Regions from separate parts of the Sus scrofa genome. Here region 1 is linked to region 2. Evidence: chromatin contacts called from public promoter capture Hi-C data. All regions are on one chromosome and are shown on one strand. The core of a region is the stretch at or near the end of the contact, and the rest is flanking DNA. Distances in the headings are between cores, read along the strand shown. Region 1 holds the start of LOC110255736. Region 2 overlaps DUSP10 (dual specificity protein phosphatase 10).

Evidence for each region. Promoter capture Hi-C pulls out the DNA fragments that hold promoters and counts their contacts.
Region 1: a contact with region 2 is called in a promoter capture Hi-C map of liver, with 4 times the contacts expected there. The contact joins the promoter of LOC110255736 here to the enhancer-like site in region 2. A contact is called at or near these places in 2 of 5 promoter capture datasets (fetal skeletal muscle and liver), 6 of 47 Hi-C or Micro-C datasets (fetal heart ventricle, liver, mesenteric adipose tissue and 2 more) and 1 of 2 datasets of contacts at active chromatin or transcription factors (skeletal muscle).

The regions. Positions count from the first base shown.
Region 1 is chr10:11,311,797-11,316,832 of Sscrofa11.1, reverse strand. It overlaps LOC110255736, which reads left to right and starts at 2,103. Exons shown (of 7, transcript XM_021065090.1): 1 at 2,103-2,149; 2 at 2,805-3,247. The coding sequence starts at 2,103. It overlaps HHIPL2 (HHIP-like protein 2), which reads left to right. Exons shown (of 10, transcript XR_002336124.1): 10 at 357-986. TRNAT-UGU (a tRNA gene) reads right to left here and starts at 3,457; the gene lies at 3,385-3,457.
Region 2 is chr10:10,878,564-10,883,559 of Sscrofa11.1, reverse strand. All of the region lies in intron 2 of DUSP10 (dual specificity protein phosphatase 10), which reads left to right. Among named protein-coding and RNA genes, the nearest start is that of DUSP10, 25 kb to the left of the region's middle. Within about 2 kb of position 2,874, at least 12 of the 83 cell types and tissues checked have an H3K27ac peak or open chromatin away from gene starts, as enhancers often do. A contact at or near this core is called in liver, where this site is marked.

The DNA of each region.
Region 1 (5,036 bases), core at 854-3,353, 430 kb before region 2:
GTTAACGAATCCGACTAGGAACCATGAGGTGGCGGGTTCGGTCCCTGCCCTTGCTCAGTGGGTTAAGGATCCGGCGTTGCTGTGAGCTGTGGTGTAGGTTGCAGATGCAGCTTGGATCCCGCGTTGCTGTGGCTCTGGTGTAGGCCAGTGGCTGCAGCTCCAATTAGACCCCTAGCCTGGGAACCTCCATATGCCTCGGGAGCGGCCCAAGAAATAGCAAAAAGACAAAAAAAAAAAAAAAAAAAAAGAACTTACATTCAAGAACCCTCAAGCGAGCACAGGTTTCCTGGGTGGCACTTCCCTTAGAGCTGCTTTCCAGGGCTTCTATTTCTACTAAATAAATATTTGTTTCCCAGAGACGGTCTTGGACTTGCTAAAGGAGCAAGCTGAAGAAGCTGCTAGAAAATCATCCAACGCAACTGTAACTTCCAGGCCAGACCGGGCCTCCTCTCGGAAAGGCCCCTCCAAGAAGCCAGCTTCCCCCACAAGCAGCAGGAAGCCGTTTCCTCGGCCTGGGGCAAAGAAGCGAGTGTGGTCCCCAGGCCCCCAGGGGAGGAGGAAGCAGAGCCCCAAGACCCCCCCAGGCAGAGGGGCACAGCGGCAGCGAGCTGGCAGGAGCCTCCCTCTGATGCTTCCGTCAAGGTGGTGGGTCAGGGGATGAGCTTCCAGTTTGCCCCTGGGGAACTGCTGCTGCTGCTGCTGCTGCTGCTGCACATGACCTTAGACACCTGGGAAGCTGGGGTGCAGGCGAGGACCAGTGGTGAGAGCTTGACCTTGGGCTGCGCAGTGGTCTTCTCCTCAAGAACCTTGTCCTCTGACCTGACCGGATGCCCCATGTCCGCTTCTGCAGCGAGACCAAAGCCCATGTTGCCAGGCTACCTGGCTGCCTGTTTGCCAGTCTGTAAACCCGCTTGGAAGTCCACTGTGTGTCCCTGTTTGTAAGTGCCCGTGACCTAAGGCAATAAATCAACACTTGCTCAAATGGACCCGGAGTGTTTGATCTCCTGGATGCTTGCCTGGTGGTAAGAAATGGGACGTGGAGTTCCCGCGTGGGGCAGGGGCTCGGCAGCGTCTCTGCGGGCCAGCACGCAGGTTCTGAGCCTGGCCAGGCACAGCAGGTTAAAGGATCCAGTTGCCCCAGCGGGGCCTAGGTCGCAGCTGCGACTGGGATTTGATCCCTGGCCCGGGAACTCCCTATGCCCAGGTGGCCGAAAAAGACAGAAAAGAAAAAAAAAAAAAAAATCTGCCGTGCTTCACCCAGTTTGCCTAAGAGCCATGTGTCACTCCCAAGCCTCATCTCAGGTCTAAGAGGGGGCTTGTAGTGATGCCTTTGGGGGAGAGCTCCTCTAAAATGGATGTCTCCTTCGCCCTCACTGAAGCGAGGGTATGAATAAAGGCAGGTCCTCTGGCGCCTACTGTTCTGCGGGGCAGAGAGCATAGCAAACATGACTACAGGTTGCATACCTATTATGTGCTAAGTTTATATCCACTCTCCAAAACCTCAAAACCTTGCTGCTTGCGTGTTGCCCCATCACTTCTGCTGCAGATCAGGGAAGTGAGGCCTGGCGAGGTTAGGCCACTTGCCCTGGACCACGGCAGCAAGGGAGCGGGGAATTGTTCAGCTGGACTTGAACCAACGCCCCTGTCAGCCTCTCTGGGGGCCCCCAGGGAGGGTGGTGGCTTTTAACCTGGTACTTGAGGAATGACAGAGCTAAGAGCTTCAACAAGTTCTCCAGATTCTGCAGAGTACCCGGAAGAATATAGGCAATTTGACTTAATGGAACAAAACCAAAAATGCCAGGGTTTTAGGATCCAGAGCTAAAATCTTGCAAGCCAAGAAATTGTCCCAGTCACATCATCCTCAAAAGAACCCAGATTAAGAAATACATTCTCTTGTTTTTTGTGGAGTTTGGGTTATGCTGGGGGAGATACTTGATTTCGTCTCAACAAGTGCCATGCTTACAGCTTGCCAGGCACAGTACAGGCTCTGGGAGACCCAAAGAGATGAAAGGCTTACCTGCTGTAAGCACTGTTAAGCATTAACTTGAACTCAAGGTCATGAGACTCGGGATCCTTGAACTTGCCCCATATGAGAGCTGCAAATGGGAGCCGCCCATTTAATTAAAATTTTTCTAGTAGCCAAAAAAAGGTAAAATTAATGCAATTACACAATTTATTTAATCCTGTATATTATGGTATTATTGTTTCAATATGTAATTGATTAAAAATTACTAATGGGATAGTTGACATTCTTTTTTTTTTTTTTTTGGTACTGAATTTTCTAAACCCAATGTGTATTTTATTTCAGCAAATCTCAATCTGGAATAGCCACATTTCAGGCACTCAATGGTTTCATGTGGCAGGGGGCTAGTTTATAGACAGTCCTTTATCAAAACATCCTGGGTGCGGACAATTTCTGTATTCAGAAAATGCTCTGGGGAATTCCCGTTGTGGCTCAGCGGAAACAAACCCAACTAGTAGCCATGAGGATGCGGGTTTGATCCCTGGCCTCTCTCGGTAGGTTAAGGATCCGTGGTTACCACCAGCTGTGGTGTAGGTAGCAGATGCAGCGCGGATCTTACATTGCTGTGTCGTGGGTCAGCAGCTGTAGCTCTGATTCGACCCCTCACCTGGGAACTCCCATATGCCACTCGTGGCCCTTAAAAAAAGAAACAGAAAAGAAAGGGCACTGGTGACTATAGTCACCCAGCATTCGGGAATTCAGGGTAAAAACTGCAAACCTTGGCTTCCCGCGCAGCCCGGGCCCGTTTATTTCGGGGAATCGCTCCCTCTTTCTCTCGTAGGGGGCAGGATGGTGGCGCCAAGCTGGGCTCTGAACGCCAAGCTGCCACGTGTCCTCGTCCAGGCCACGCGGGCCAATCTCTGGGCCCGGCAACAGGGTCTGGAGGCGCCCTCGCCGCGGGTCGGGCCAGCGAGAGCCGGGCTCCAGCGCCACCAGGCGGCCGCGCGGCGTCACTGCAGGCGCAGCCACGTCCCGCCCGCCCCGCGCACCCGCGCCGCGCGCCGCGCGCCGTCGAGGTCCCCGCGTCGCCGCCCTCTGCCTTTCGTAACTCGGCGCGGGGTCTGGGTTTGCAGGGCTTTGAAAACGAGCCCCCGGCGCCTTGCGCCCTCTCTTCCGGCGCTCTGGCCGCAGATTCGGGTAGCGCCGGCCACCGTGGACCATTTTTCTTTTTTTCCTGCTTCGCGGCGTTCCAGGATTTTCTCTTCCGGGTCGCTCTGAGGCACGGTAAGCATGTTCGTGATTTATATTTCAGGACTAAGTCCTGCCAGAAGTACCGTTTTTTAGAAATCACTGTTTCATTTTGGAATCCCTGGTGCGTATTTACGCGGGATGGTTTTTTAAAAAAAGCGGAAATGCAGATGAGGCCCCAGCGAGGATCGAACTCGCGACCCCTGGTTTACAAGACCAGTGCTCTAACCACTGAGCTATGGAGCCTGCTCACTACCTGGCGCGCTGTAATTCAAGGACATTGGAAGTAACATTGCTTTCCGGCAGTCTCAATTAACTGACCCTCGGCGTCCACTATCTCGGACAATTGTAAAGACAACGTAATAAGCAGAAAAAAAAGCCGAATCTCAAAATTGTATGTTTATGATTACCAAACACGAATTCATACCGACGATACATTATGCATACAGATAATTACTGAAAGGGAAAGTGCAAAAATGAAATACTGTTCTAATGGTGCATGAATGGTACCTTTACGTCTTAAAAAGTTCTCCAGTCTGTTGTTTGTATGACAAATTGTATCAAGTTTTGTACTTAGAGGGAAGTTATGGGGGAGTATCTTTGGTACCCGTAACTGAAATAAGTAATCGACTGAGGATGAATTAATTGATTCCACACATTTTTGAGTACGCACGTCCTACCCGATGGTAGAGGTACAGTGAGTAGGTAGCGCTCTGTTCCCTCTCCTGTGTAAACGATCCATCACTGCCTGAAGGAGAGGATGACAAGCACGCGCTCCCAGAGGTCTGGAGGCTTCTCTCCCTGACCTCCTTCAGATTCCTTTTCTCATCAAGACTCTTCTCTCACCACCCCCTCCCCCATTTAACGCGGCACCACCCTCCTTATCCGGCCCCTTTGCCCCCAACTACTCAACTTTCTTTCCTGCTGGACAATGTGTTTATTATTACGTTTATTCTCTCCAGGTTAGAAGTTGGGTCTTTGGGGCCTTTTTATTTCATTCCCTGCTGTATGCCCAGCACCTAGGATGACGTCTAACGCCCCGTGAGCGGGTGCTCAGTAAATGCTGAATGATGGGCATCCGCCGGGAGAAACCGGGAAGCGTTTGGGAGCCGCTTTCTCACGTTCGCCTTTACTGCCTGCCGCCTCCCTGGCCTCGCTCGTCCAGTGGGGGGTTTTCTAACACGCTTGGGCGTCCTCAGCCTGTCTTGTTTCCCTCTGGTCCTGCTGCCCGGCCCTTTGCTCTGAGACGCACCGCCCTGCTGCGCACTTTCCTCGCTCCTCTGCCCAGCCCTCCAGGGCGTCTCGCAGTTCTCAGGACCAAGCCGAGCGCCTCGTTTGGTTTCCTCTTTGGTGCACAGACTTTGCCTCCCTCTAAGCAAACCTAGCAGGCCCCTCCATTTCTCATTTTACGAGGCTTCTTCTGCCTTAACATCTGAGCCTCCCTTGGATGTTTCATGTCATCAAGAAATGCTTTTCCATCTCAGAGGTGGTTTTGAGAAAGGCTTTCCTTTTCTGGGGCCGCCCCGGCCGAGTGCACACAGCCTGGGGGGCTTAAACGATAGAATTGTCTTGTCTCACGGTTCTGGAGGCTATAGGTCCAAATTCAAGGTGTGGATAGGTTTGCTTCCTTCCGAGGGTTCTGAGGGGCGGTTTCCATCCAGGCCTCTCTCCTCGGCTTGTAAATGGCCATCTTCTCCTCCTCGCTTCCCTTTGTTATGTGTCCCTGTCTGGGTTCAAGTTTCCCTTTTTTATGAGGACACCAGCTAGGCGGCATTAGACTCACCCAAGTGATCTCACTGTAACCTGATGACCTCTGTGAAGACAC
Region 2 (4,996 bases), core at 1,625-4,124:
CTCCCCTCCCTTAATCCTCCTTGATGGATTGCCTGGTATTGAGCTTTTTGGTGAAGACAGGAGCTGCAACCCTAACATGGTATTGAGTGGCTGCCCCCAAACCCAGACATTCTCTAGCTAAGCTGTTCTTCCCCCCAGGGAGATGCTGCAGGGAGGGTGTAACTGATGAAGAGGCCTGTGTCTTTGGGACGAAGGGGGCTCCTGGGCTTGCAGCTGGCTCGTGAAACGAAGGTTTGGGAAGATTCTGTGGGCTTGCCCCTTATGAGCATGCCCATCCTTTAGGCACCAACACATCTTGACCTCGGGTCCATTTCTGGCTTGACTTTCAGACATGGTATCAGGTTGGGTTGGCTCCCAAGGGTCAGATTCTCAGGCAGTCCACAGGTTTGGTGTGGTTCTTCAAATGTAAGAATTATAATTTGTATTTCTACCAAGTAAGCTAGCCTGGGTATTAAAAGTGGTTCCCTGTTTGTATGTTGGGGCTGCTGTAACAAACCACCATGATCTGGGTGGCTTCAAGAGCAAACATTTATTTTCGCAGTGTTCTGGAGGCTGGAAGTCCAAGGTCACCGTGCTGGGTGCACAGGTTCTGGTGTGCTCTTCCAGGCTTGCAGATGGCCACCTTCTTGCTTAGTAGGAGACGGGGAGAGAGAGACCAAGCTCTCCCGTGTCTCATCCTATGAGGGCACTAACCCTCAGTGTGAGGACCCCACCCTGCTGACCTCATTAAACCTAATCATCTTCCAAAGGCCCCCATCCCCAAATACCTTAGGGGTTAGGGTTTCAGCATGTGAATTCAGTCCCATAGCAGGTGCAAAACATGAATTCTGCACAAGAAAGGGTATGAATTTCATCCAGGTTGGGGAATATAGGTAAATCACACCCTCTGATAAAGTAACTTTTTTCTGGCTCTCTCGTTCTCTCCTTATTTTATTTTATTATTTTTTTGTCTTTTTAGGGCCACACCTGCAGCATATGGAAGTTCCAATGCTAGGGGTCCAATCAGAGCTGCAACTGCCAGCCTATAGCACAGCCACAGCAACACCCGATCTGAGCCACGTCTGTGACGTAAACCACAGCTTGCAGCAAGGCAGGATCATTAACCCAGTGAGCGAGGCCAGGGATCAAACCCGCATCCTCATGGATACTAGTATGCTTCATTACTGCTGAGTCACGATAGGAACTCCTCTCCTTATGCTTTTCAAACTCATATCGATCAAGTGTTATAGGCTCCTGCCCATGCAGGAGCGTCCCACTGAATTTAGAGTAAAACCCAGCTGCTAAATGGCCTAAGAGACCCTCTGCAGTTTCCTTTCCTCCTCTGGGCCCCGTCTTCCGCTCATTCTGCCTCCGCACTGTCACTGTCCCTTTGAGCCATCCCAATCTCAGTGGTGTCCCCACTTTGCCCTGCTGTGGCTCTTTCTGCCTCGCCTGTCCTCGGGGGCCCCCTCTTCCACCACTTCTCCAAACCTCCCTCCCTCCCATGCCCAGAGAGCTTTTTTTCTCCGAACCCCAATCGAATCAGTCCCCCCTCATGGCACCCAGGCACCGAAGGGCATCTCACGGCCTTTATCGTCATTAATCATTACCTTTTTATTTGTGTGTTTATATGTTTACCATCCATCTCCTCCCAGTGGACCCTGACGGGGGTGGAGGGAGAAGAAAGGGGCATTTTCAGCCTATCACTCAAGTCTCTGAAGGTCTGGGAGGCTTACTCTCAGATAAAAAGCTATTATTTTTTATTTATTTTTTTTTTCATGGCTACGTCTGCAGCATATAGAAGTTCCCAGGCTAGGGTCCAGTTGCGCTGTGGCCGCCACCACAACAGTGCGGGATCCGAGCCACAGCTTGTGGCAACACTGGATCCTTAACCCACTGAGTGGGGCCAGGGATCAAACTGGCATCCTTATGGCTACTAGTTGGGGTCTTAACCCGCTGAGCCACAACAGGAACTCAAAGGGTTTTCAAAAGTGAAACGTGTTAACATAGCTGGTGTGTCTGTTAAGAAAACCCAGAGGGGAGCTGAGTGTGGGTCTTTCTCCCGGGGACCCAGGAGGTCTGCGCAGAGAGAGTGAGTGCCGTTTAGACGAGGAGGGCTAGAGAAACCAAGAGGAGATCTGCACTTTGGCAGTTTTGGGGGAACGTGGGGCTGGAACTTGGGGGTCTCTCTGGCGGCCCCTCGAGTCCCTGCGTCCACCCCGCCTGCATTCTGAGAGGCATTCACTTGACTGAACCCCAAAGCCCTGTCTGGAAAGAAAGGCTATTCCTTTACTCTCTTTAATGGGCATCTTGGGGGTGGGTGGGGGTGCAGCTCAGTCTAGGGACCAGTGGCAAACTCCCAGGAAAAATGAGACTCAGTGGTGTGGGCTTCAGACAGACCTCAGGGATGGAGGGAGCAACCGGACCCCCCAGGCATGTGAGCTCTGACTGTCCAGCCTTGGCCCAGACGGGTGGATGGTCCACTGCTCTCAGGCCGAGCCTGAAACTTGGAGAAACCAGCTCTACCCATGCCCTGCCTTCTCAGTGGTGCTTCCTGAAAAACCTTACGGAGACAGAACGCGGGTTGGGGGGCGGATGCAGAAGATGGGGCTCTCTGGGCACACGGGGCCTCCCGGGTGTGAGGGGCAGAAGGGAGCCTGGACCCCCCACTCTCAACTCTTTTTGAAAGAAAGAGACTTAAAAATATTCTGAGGACTCCTTGGACTCTTAAGCAGCACAGGTATTCCAGGTAAAGCTCCGGCTTGTTTTCTTCCCGAGTGTTTAGAAGAGAGGGAGGGGAGGCGGAAGGAGAAGGGGGAGCAGATGGGGCTGGTGCAGTGGGCAGAGGGGCAAAGGGTACTTCACCTTGAAGTCACAGTGCCTTCTGCCAGACCCCAGGGGTTCCTGGCTGTGGGAACTCCGAGGTCTCAGCAGTTTGAAGCCTGCTCCCTGAAAAGTCATCTGCTCATTAAAATAACACAGAGCTGTTTAATTGTTGTCTTTGTGGAAAATTACATGGCTGTCATCAGCTGTTGCTTCTGGCAGGGCTCTCTGTTCTAATGTAAATAAATGAGGTAACAGATTTAAAGAAACAGGCTGTATTTACATACTTGCTCAGTAGTCTCTCTAACAATCTGCCCGTGTTATTCAAATACACACAAATTAAACTGGTGGCATCCTAAACGCTGGTTACTCATCAAAGCCTTTAAGGAGGAAGGCTGAGAAGAAGCCAACACCAGAGGACCTCCCGTCAAGGGCAGGCACTAGAAGCTGCCTTTTTTGTCCAGTTGAGAGCTGCTTCAGCAGCTGCAACTTAACCCCCAGGTCTTTGCTGCACCAGTTCTGCAGGAGGGGACCTAAATGCACCAAAGGCAACTGCCTTTTTTTATTATTGTTATTTGTTTTAAAAGTAGCTCTGTTGAGCTATCATTTACCTACAATAAAATGCTCGTTTTTGTTTTTTATGCAATTATAATTGACAAACAATATTGCTTGAATTTCAGGTGTACAACGTTGTGCTTTGATATTTTCAATACGTGACACAGCGTCCCATGAGAATAAGTCTAGTAGCCACCTGTCCCCCTGCAGCGTCAGTGCCCGTTCCCTATGCCATACATCTCATCCCCGTGATTTATGCATGTTATAGCTGGAAGCTTATACGACTTCACCCCGTACCTCTTTCACCTGCCCCCCAACAAAACAAACCAACAAAACAAAACAAGACAGACACAGACTCATTAGATACACAGAACAAGCTGGTGGTTGTCAGAGTGGAGGGAGCAGAGGCAACTTCTGAGCTGAGGGGGGCTGTGGCCAGGACAGCTTTTGACAAAGACATGCCAGGGTGAGCATGTCTTAGAAGGCATACAATTAAAGCTTCATTTTTAATTTTTGTAAATCATACTTCCTTCATCATTGGATCTTTCTGACTCAGTTCACTTTCTTGAGGCAAATATTTGGGCAGGAATTATATATATATATGTATAAATTATATCTATTTGTATGTCTTTTTATGTTGAGGGCATAAAAATGTTTTTATCAAAGATGGAAGCAATGGGAGTTCCTGCTGCGACACTGGGTTAAGGATCTGGCGTTGCCACGGCTGTGGCGTGTGTTGCAGCTGCGGCTCAGATTCAGTCCCTGGCCTAGGAGCTTCCATATGCCATGAGAGCGGCTGAAAAAAAAGGAAAAAAAAAAAAAAAGAAAAAAGGGAGCAATATATTTTAAAATACAAGAAGCCAGAGCCTCCAAACAAGTTAATAATTGCAAATAGTCGTAGAATCATATAGAACCAAAAATTTAGCTGAAAGCGCATTGTAAATTATACAAAGATTAGGAAGGAGTGAAAGTTATGGTTTTTAGTTCTTAGTATATATATTATAGTCAAGTATTAGCTTATTTGCAGAATGCTAGATTTATAATCCACCAAATTGTTGGGGTGGAAGAGTTGGCACATAAGCTGAGGGAGACAAAACTAAGATCCCCGGGTCACAGGGATGACACAAGCCAAGCAGTGTCTGTTTCCGGTAAGCATCCATAGTCTAAATTGTGAGTGTTGTCCAGCAGAAAACCCAATGAAAGGACTGTACTATTAACTCAAAATTTGCGAATACACGGGTATAAACTTTTCTGGAATTTTTTTTTCCTCTCAAAACATCACGAAATACGACTTGGTTAGATTCCTGTTCAGTATAAGGACAGGACTAATCTTGAGTCTATTAAGGGGAGGGAATGAGGGGCATTCTTTTTCTTCTTGCCTTTTTAGAGCCGCACCTGTGGTACACGGAGGTTCCCAGGCTAGGGGTTGAATCAGAGCTACAGCTGCCCGCCTACATCACAGCCACAGCAAACAGATCTGAGCTGCGTCTGCGACCTACACCACAGCTCATGGCAACGCCAGATCCTTAACCCACTGAGTGAGGCCAGGGATCGAACCTGCATCCTCATGGATCTTAGTTGGGTTCGCTATGGCGAAGCCACGATGGGAACTCTTGTGAGGGGTATTCTTGAAGTAATT